Regions from separate parts of the Sus scrofa genome. Here region 2 is linked to region 1. Evidence: chromatin contacts called from public Hi-C data. All regions are on one chromosome and are shown on one strand. Each heading gives the region's core, a stretch centred on a gene start, on an enhancer-like site or on the middle of the called end of the contact. The rest is flanking DNA. Distances are from core to core; before and after follow the strand shown. Region 1 has its middle 340 kb from the start of INHBA. Region 2 has its middle 650 kb from the start of INHBA.

Region 1 (4,981 bases), core at 1,994-4,493:
TTTTGACTAATGCGTCCCGAGCATCAAGGACACGTGTCCCTTCCCGGCAAACAGTTCCCTGCCAGTGGAGACCTTCGGGAGCTTTCTTCCCTCTGCCACGGAGCAAGCGGTCTTCTAGGCAGTAGCTTCTCTACCAGTCTGGAGCGGTTGGCAGTGAGAGGGACAAGGAAGAGGAGAAGACCCTCAAGGAACAGGTAGTGTGAGCAGGAAGGATGCCTTGCGCTGCGAGTCCTGGGGCCTTGGGAGCTTGACACCATAGGAAGGCTTCGTCTCTCCTGGCGGATGTAACTCATTATCCTCTCAGATCCTCCAAAGTGAAGCCACTTTTTTTTTCCCCAAAAAGAGGGACGAGTCATGGGAGCAGGATGAATTCAAACCTTTACGACCTCCCGCACTGGCACATTTCTCTCTGGAGGTGGAAAACGTGAGGAGAGGTTCAGTCATCAGCTACCGTCTTCAGTCGGCACGGACGACGCTCTTCGTCCTTTGCATACACAGGATAAAAACGCATTTTTCTCGGCCTTTCCACAGCCGCTCCTCAGGTCTTTGTGAGTGAGGATGGCTCTGAGCACGGCACGGAGCAAAGGCAAACCTGTCGCTTAAGACCATAGTGATGGGAGCTCGTCCGCAGAGGGCTTCGCCCTGCTCGTCGGGGGCACGCCCGGTCGTACTGATTAAAAGAAGAGGCTTCGAAGTTACCCAGACCCCCAGACCGGTTCCCAGCTGAGCTCTTAGTGACCACAGTATCGTCCATAATTTACTCTACCTTTATGCATTCCAACAATCTCTCTTTCTCTCTTTTTTTTGCGGGGGGGGGGGGGGCCGCCGGGGGGAGCTGTGCCCACAGCATATGCAAGTTCCCGGGCCAGGGACTGAACCCGTGTGACAGCAGTGACCTGAGCCATTGCACTGACAATGCTGAATCCTTAACCTGCTGCTCCACAAGGGAACTCCACAATAACCTCTCTTATAAAGGGGAAATGCCACATTTTGGAGTCGGGCACACAGGGTGGGTTATTTTCAATCCTTCCACAGTTACTGGCTCTACTTGCTCATAAAGGAAGTCTCTGTTCACAAGGAAAACCAAACACAGCACATGCAGAAAAGTAGGCAGACAGACCCTGTGGCAGACAGACCCTAAGGCGCCTCCCATCAGCACCCCCCCCCGCCCCGACATTGTCTCTACCTCCTAGTGTTTCATTTTAATTCCCTCCTCTGGAATGGGCACGACCCGGCTTCCATCCAATAAAACATAGCCAGGTGAGGAGCTATCACTGCCATGGTTAGGTTACGTTCTGTAAGGATCTGTCTGAACAGACTGGAGCTAGACTTTCCTGTGGGTTTGATGAAGGGAGAGGCTGGGCTGGAGAAACCCAGGGAGCAACAGAGTGTAAGGGGCTGCTAGGAATTCTACTGGTTGCTAGGAGCTGAAGGCAGCCTTTGGCCAATAACCCACGAGAAAGCCAGGGCCCTCAATCCTCTGGCCACAGGGAAATCACAGGCTGAGTGTGAATTCTCCCGGGCTGAGCTTCCAGAAGAGAAGGCGACATCGTGCACTTCTTGGGTGCAGAGTCTTGTGAGGCCCGAGCAATGGATCCAGCTGGGCCTTGGCCACACGACGGACCCGTGTATGTTTTGAGATAATAAGCACACATTGTTTCAAACTATCAAGTCTATGGTAATCTGTCACTGCCATGTAACAAATGCATATGCCAAAATGGAAAATTTGGCCATTTCATCATGCATAGAAGGCCATCTGAACCCTTATTTAAATGATCAGATATTAAATTCTCCTTCTTCTTGAATCAAATGAAACATTTGAGATTTCGGAATGTTTACTGATGATCATACAAGAAGACGGCCCTTTAAACTTAGTTTGGAAATTATTTATCAGGTTTTTGTTTACTGGTTTATTGACATTTGATCAAGTATTCCTTTTGAAATACTTCTGCAATGAAATTTATATTAAAATCCTTTGTTATGAAAAGAACTTGAGAACGTTTTCTGCTGAGAAGGGAAGCCAACAGTCATGTGTCACTGGCCCAGTCCTGTCCATCATCCCAAGCCCGGCTTGATGTCATTTCCTTTCGAATCCGCACTTTCCACCTTCTCCCAGACTGACCTGACTCCTTTGGGTTCACAGAGTGGCTTCGTTATAAAACATCTTACCCTGTGTTATAATTACCTCTTCCTATAAGCTATCTCTGTCTCTAGTCCAGGAGTTACCAAACTACGGCTCAGGGGCTAAACCCTCTCTGCTGCCTGTTTCTGGAAATAAAGTTTTATTGGAACAAGCCATGCCCGTTCGCTTGTACAACACGTTATAGCTGGTTTCACAGTATACCACAGAGTTGAGTGGTGGCAACAAAAAGCTCATGGCTCTCAAGTCTAAACTATTTCCTATATATGGGCCTTTACAGAGAAAGGCGGCTGCTTAGACCATGATTCTCAAGAGGTGATGGACCGACAGACTGGATCCTGTCCATCTCCGTAGCCTCAGAACCTAGCCCACTGCAGACCCCAATTTTGTAACCGAATTGTATACAAAGATGCATAAAACACTGAAATTGAAGCCAAAATTAGCATTTATCTTCCCTCTAAATTGGAGAGGCCATAACTTTTTGTCAAGACTGTCCTGAAGAAACAATCTGTCCTCATCCTTCGTATTACCCTGGAAGCTGAAAACAGAATGAACAGAGCTGGCTATTACGGGACATTCCTCCCCTTCATTAGAAGGCTGCATTTAGACCAAATTGCCATTTATTAAACAATTTTCACATTAGTTACCAAGCCCATGTGCCTTTCAGGGGGCAGTTATTCTGTTTTCAGATTCACTTAGGACCCATTTCCAAAATACTGCTAGTGTGTGTGCTGTCCAAGAAACCTTTTAATTTTCATTTGTAAACCTTTTTTGATGTTGCTCCCTTGTCAAAAACAGGAAGCCATTATTTTCCAGCAGTAAACAAGTTCAAAATCAAGTTAGCCACTCAACTCCCCAAATCAAGACTGTGTTTTTGTATATACAAAAAAAAAAAAATCAACTTTCTAATCTTCATCGACTGTATAAAATCTTCGAGGGAAAGCCAAGAGCCTTAAAATTTTGTGGGAATCAAAGAATGTGAAGATCCACCCCCTCCCACCCTCAGATTTGGTTCTTCTCCAAAACCAGGGAAACCTTTCAAATCTCTTGTGATTCACTCCTTCACAATGTTACCCCGTGAGATTAGTCTGAATGCTTTTTCCTTTATTCATCTGCCCGCAATCTCTCTAACTCCCATATGGGATGTATATACAGTAACAGCAACCCCGAAGGACAAAGCAGAACAAGATGTATATGCCATGGATATCAGGTCTCAAAAGAGACCATGACATTGGTGCAAATCACCACTGCGCCCCGACTCAGCAGCGACTGCGTATTTTAGAAGATGCCGAGGAAATTACTACAAAGCGTTACCTAAAGGTTTTGTAAATAAATGTATTAAACTCATAGGAGAAGCTTGAAACGAGTAGAAACATGTTTCCTGGCTTCATCACGATGTTTAGAAAACTCTTCCAGTTCACCTGATTAGTGCCTCCAGGCCACAAAGACGCGAATCTCCCACTGGGTCAGCAAATAAGGACTCTGACCCTTTCCCGGCCCTTGACTCTGGGCCTTGGGGTCTGCCTCCCTTCCCTACGGCCACTATCACCATCTCAGTGCCTTTTCATCCTCTGCTGGAAAGAGTTTCCTCTGCAGTGCAGCAAACTTAGAAAAAACAGAATCATATATAAGGAGCTTTCTCTGTATTTCTCTACATACCTACATAGGTCCTTTTATTATAAAATAAGTTTTCACACTTATTTTGGGGGGGATGTTAAAATATGTTTTCTTTAATAAAATATTAATGCCATAGATAATAATTTTCGTATTCTTTTGCTTGTTGGGGCCTCACCTGTGGCATGTGGAAGTTCCCAGGCCAGGGCTCAAATCGGAGCTGTAGCCACGGGCCTACACCACAGCCACAGCAACGCCAGATCTGAGCTGCATCTGTGACCTACCCCACAGCGCAGGGCAATGCCAAATCCCCAACCCACCAAGCGAGGCCAGGGATCAAACCCACATCCTCACGGATACTAGTTGGGTTTATAATCCGCTGAGCCACAACAGGAATTCCCAGATGATCATTTTGTTCATGTCCTTCCTTGACCAAAGATAAAGCTGTCGTCCTCAAATCAGTTCCTCCAATTTTTAAAAATGGTCCACGAAACCACAAAGGGTCTGAGAACTCGGAACACTGAAGAGTCACTGAAGCGGAGGAGAGGAAGGGGTGTTGCGGAGTCCTTCCGGCCCGCAGAGGTCAACGACTGATTCAAGTTCATTCAGCTGGTCGGCAGGGGTGAACGACGGCACACATGACTGGCTCCTGAGCCAGCGAGCCTCTTGATGCTCCAGGCTGCTCTGTGCTGAGGTGCTCTGGTGGCTGTCTTTAAGAATGCGGTCAAACTGCTTCTGTTATTAAACCTTTTCCTTTTCTTTTCTTTTTATGGCTAATCTGTGGCATATGGAAGTTCCCTGGCCAGGGGTTGAATTGGAGCTGCAGCTGAGGCCTCACCACAGCAACACTGGATCCGAGCTGCATCTGCAACCCACACTGCAGCTTGTGGCAACGCCAGATCCTTAACCCACTGAGAGAGGCCCGGGATTAAACCTGCATCCTTGGAGATGCTGGGTCTGTAGCCCACTAAGTCACAATGGGTACGCCCTGTTGTTAAACCTCTCAAACTAGCCCTACCCCTTGTTCACGTCTCAACATTTATTCTACAGCCTTAACCAATGTGCACATGGAGGCATCTCTGCAATTTGTTGCAAATTGTTTTGAAATTAATTGTATCTTGCTCTATAATTGAACTATTCGGGGAGCCAGGATCATGTAAATACCAGTAATAGGAGCTGTGCGAGGATAGGGTACAGGAGACTCAAAGAAGCCCCCAAATCAGCCTG
Region 2 (4,463 bases), core at 738-3,237, 310 kb after region 1:
CCCTTTACAGATACTAAGAAGCTGCCCAGGAAAGCCGTGAGGAGATTTCCAGGTGACGGGAAGAAGCAGGCGGAGCGTGAGCTCATCCCGTCTGGAACCTCACGAGGCGTGTGAGTAAATACGAGTGCGGGGAAGTTCATGGACTAACGGGGGAGGGGGAGGGGGGTCCCTAGGCTCTGGAAAGAGGCTGGTTCCGGGAAATTTCCACACTTGGGAAGCTGGGGAATCATTATTTTTCCAGCTGAATGGCAAATAACCGCAGCTCTGTCTTGACATTGGCTCCACTGGTTATTGGTTGACCTGGGGCTGCACTCGAGAAAGACGTAAGGCTGGAATATGGAGCAAAACAGGGCAAGAACATAAAACACAACTGATGAAAGGGACTGGGTGTAATTCAGGGAAAAGACAGTAGCTCCAAAGTCACATTGCGAAGCACAAAACAAGCCGATCTGCGGTCAGAACGGAAACTCTCCCAGCGACGTGTGTGTGTGTGTGTACACAAATGTACATCTGTGAGCCTGCGTCTCCACGGCGGATGTATGTAGGTGGGTCTGGAGCAATTCTTGGACCCTGTCCAAGTTCAGTGGGCAGGGGGCGGGCCTACCCACCCTGCAGCCCTGTCCCCTGGGATTACAATTTCTCTCCCTTTTCTCACCTCTAATTTTATCTTATCTAGTTTGCTCCAGATCCGCTCACACAGCACCTCTCAAGCTTTATGAGTCATTTGGGAAATACTGTGAAAGTGCAGATTCTTCTTTAGCATGTCTGGGGTGAGGCCTCAGTCCCTGTGGTTCCCACAAGCTCCCGGGGCTGATGGGCGCCCCAGCTGGGGAGTCACGGGTCCTAAGTGATAACGTCATCGCAGCACAGGAGGCTGATGGTGACTGGGTCGTGGGACAACAGCAATCCCCTCTGTCTTGCCACTCTTGTCTGCTCACCACACGCGCCTCTGGGTAGGACCAGTTCGTGGCTCAGGCCGAGGAAAGGCTGCGCAGTTGATGCCAGGGTCCTGGGCCATCGGGCTCCCTCTCAGTCCAGGGCCTGCACTCTCTCCCATTCTCCTCTCTTTGCCTGACCCCATCTGGCCGGCTGGACTGGACTTCCTTCCTCTCCAGAGGGAATTCCACTCAAACAGCTGCTTCCTCCTCCTGTGGCTCCACCAGGGTTCTTTACAGAATCTAGAGCTTGGAATCGAGCATGAGAAATCAGCTGGCCGAGCCTTCTGCCCCCAGTCAGGGGGTGTCTCAACCATTCAAAGTGAGAGAGATGCCTCTTTTCCTCACCCAAACCACCATCATTTTTTTTTTTCCCTTAGCCGTTCATATTTTCAAACATCAGCGTGGGCCTGGTTCAGTTCAAGACTCAGTCATCAAGACCACATTTGGATTAATTTGGTTCCAGGTCAAACCTGCCAATTTCGCACATTTATCCCATGATTTCCTAATGCTATTGAATGACACATCGTTTTATTTTTCCCTTTGTTTTTCTCTTTCAACTAATTTATTTAATGGGCCCAGAATGGGTGATTAGAACATAAAAACATGTGGTATCCTAATTGGATTTTGAAAATGTGTAAACATGGCCCTCCAGTGGCTTCCTGTTACCATCTGGACCGAACAGAACCTTCTGACCACTGAGTCCAACTTGCTTCTACCTGCCCTGCCCTGGTGCCCCTTTCACGTGTCGCTTCTCCCCAGGGTCTCTCTGCTCCAGCACAGCTGGGCTTCTTGTTTTTCAGAACCCGTTTCTCAACATCTGCCTCAAGGCCTCTGCCTGAACTAGTCCCCAGAGGCCAGGATCCAGTTCCTACCTTCGATTCTCTATGCCTTTCAGAAGCTTCTCAGATTTCAGCTCACGGTGCTACCTTGAGGGCTGTGTCTGAAATTAACCCCATCCATTCTCCAGTCCACTGTGATTCCCTAACCCATGTCCATGCCTCCTGATGCTGTTGGCACAATTTGTGTTCTACTCACATACTATTTATATGACTCATTGAGTCATTAGCAGGGGCTAACTGCCTGCTTTTTACAAGCCGGCTACCAATCCAGGAGCTGGGACCGCAGTGAACAGGCAGGCAAGGTTCTTCATATCAAAGATTTTATATTTAGGTCTGCGAAGGTGGATAATGAGCCCCCAACAAATAAATAAACAGTAATTTCAGGTGGTGAGGGAATCCTACCTACTGGGCAGTATGAGGCACTTGTCAGGAAGTCAGCTTACTTTGGATTTGAACTCTCGAATGCACATGAAAAAGCTGAGTGAACACTTGTAGACTCACTTTATTCATTCATTCATTCATTCATTCACTCATTTTTTTAGGGCCACACTTGGGGCATATGGATGTTTCCAGGCGAGGGGTTGAATTGGAGCTACAGCTGCCGGCCTCCACCACAGCCACAGCAAAGCAGGGTCCAAGCCACGTCTTCAGTCTCCGCCACAGCTCACGGCAATGCTGGATCCATGACCCACTGATCGAGGCCAGGGGGTCAAACCCGCATCCTCACAGATCCTAGTCGGGTCAGTTCCCCTGAGCCAGGATGGGAGCTCTGGCTTACTTTATTGAGATGTGCATGTTCAAGTTTGCAAGTGGATAAGAGATGTCAGGCCCATCTAAGAGAAGGTTCTTTGTGAGGCCAGTCATGCCTGGGAAGGTGTCACTGAGGAGCTGACTGCTGACTTCATCGGTGAGAAGGCGGCCCACTGCAGTTTGCAGTGTAGCCCCGAGGTTCACCAACTTTAACTTCTCATTAGGTTCTCAAATTTTAATCCGATTGACCTGGGGTACCTGACACCCCAGGTGTTTCTGGTGCGATCGACCTTGGGATGGTCTAATTAAAACCCTGCGTCAGAGCCATGTGGGTACTAACACCCCGGCTGGACCGTGAAGGGCGGAAGAAAGGGGGGATGCGCGGATGACCCAGGACCCTAGATGGAATGACCCAGAGATACTTTGGCTCTAAGTCCGTAGCTGAATTCAGAACAAGCAGGCATGGGATACAACATTTTCTCCATGATTCTAACTTTATCTGTCCTGTGGCTCTGTGCCCATGACTTCGGAAGGAAGCTCACTTCTGTTTCTGCGCTCTAATTTTCCTGGGAAAAAAAAAAAAAAAAAAAAAAAAAACACTTACTCTTTGTTTCCTACAAATAACCGATCACTTCAAGACCGGCTATAGTAGGTGGTGAAATGTAATCATTCACTCAGTTGCCCATCACTTACCATAAACGTACATTTTTTGGAACCACATTTTTCTCCCAAACAAGTCACTTCCAGTCACGTCCAGTCGTGGTAGTGTAACACCGTCTTTAATACCACCGGAAACTGAGATGCCTTTATGTTCTAACCAGACCAGTAAGGAAGCCGTTGTGCATTAGGACCAGACACTATCCTTTAGGGTGACCGAGAGGCAGCAGGATGGTCCCCCACCACCAAGTAGCATGCTCCCAGGCCCTCTGCAGTCTAGAGAAGGCGGGAGTGGTGCCAAGCAAGGGCCGCGTGGGAATTACCATGCACTGTACCAGCCTGGTCTCACCCCTCGCCAAGGGGCAGGGGAGGGTATGTTTCCGGCTCTGCAGGAGTCATCTGTGATGCCCGGGCTACTTGCAGTCAAGGGAAATCAGCATCTCATTCTTTAATCGGAGGCCTTCCTGAACTTCCAAAGCTGTCAGACCTTCCCTCAGGATGTCTCCGCAGAAGAATGGGTGCCAGAGTTCTAGGGGGGCCTCAACGGGTAGCCCTGAGCTGGACAAAGCACAGAGGAATATGCAGTCTGCGACCTTCAGCCTACAAACGTCTGAGGTGTGAGTGTGAGAACTGAGAAACACCTGGGAATGGCAGGAGGACCCACAGCCCATCTGGTTTTCTTCCTGCTGGGCGGTGGGAAAGGGGACCCCAGCCTTTCACCAGCGCCACCTGAAGGAGCCCAGATCTTGGTGGAGGTGCCGGAGCCATGGGATTATTTCTTCAGTAGTCCCCACGTCAAGACCTCGGTTGTCCACAGAGGGCTCATGGCACACAAGGCTGAATTGGGCAGGGTGGGGAAAGTTAAAAAGCCCACACACACAACTGGTACGTACATGCACCCAGGGGGGTTCTGAACAAGCCCTCGCGAGAGCAAGTGGACATTTAAGGAAGGATTCTCCTGGGTCCCTAGCCCTCCTCCAGGCAGCTGCCTGGCCAGGTCCAGAGGAAGAAGGGGACAGGGTTGATCCAGAGCCAGATCTTGCCCCCCCATCCTCTTTCTAAACAGTCAGAGTCACAGCTCTAGCTGTAAATTGGATATGCAATTAAGGGTTTAAATTAAGCCACACTAAGTTTTAATTACCAAATGTGACCAGGAAGTTATGGAACACACCCAAGATTTTCTTAAGGGAGGAGAAAATAGTGGATTCTACACAGCACAACTGAACAGAGAGATCTCACAAAGTACATGCGGCTCTTTCATTCTCCTTGGGCTCCATTG

Evidence for each region. Hi-C and Micro-C count contacts between places; a contact is called where the count stands out from the background.
Region 2: a contact with region 1 is called in a Hi-C map of embryonic fibroblasts, with 1.9 times the contacts expected there. The contact joins two enhancer-like sites. A contact is called at or near these places in 3 of 47 Hi-C or Micro-C datasets (embryonic fibroblasts and fibroblasts).

The regions. Positions count from the first base shown.
Region 1 is chr18:53,229,183-53,234,163 of Sscrofa11.1, forward strand. No RefSeq gene overlaps it. Among named protein-coding and RNA genes, the nearest start is that of INHBA, 340 kb to the left of the region's middle. Within about 2 kb of position 3,244, at least 2 of the 83 cell types and tissues checked have an H3K27ac peak or open chromatin away from gene starts, as enhancers often do. A contact at or near this core is called in embryonic fibroblasts, where this site is marked.
Region 2 is chr18:53,541,179-53,545,641 of Sscrofa11.1, forward strand. No RefSeq gene overlaps it. Among named protein-coding and RNA genes, the nearest start is that of INHBA, 650 kb to the left of the region's middle. Within about 2 kb of position 1,988, at least 4 of the 83 cell types and tissues checked have an H3K27ac peak or open chromatin away from gene starts, as enhancers often do. A contact at or near this core is called in embryonic fibroblasts, where this site is marked.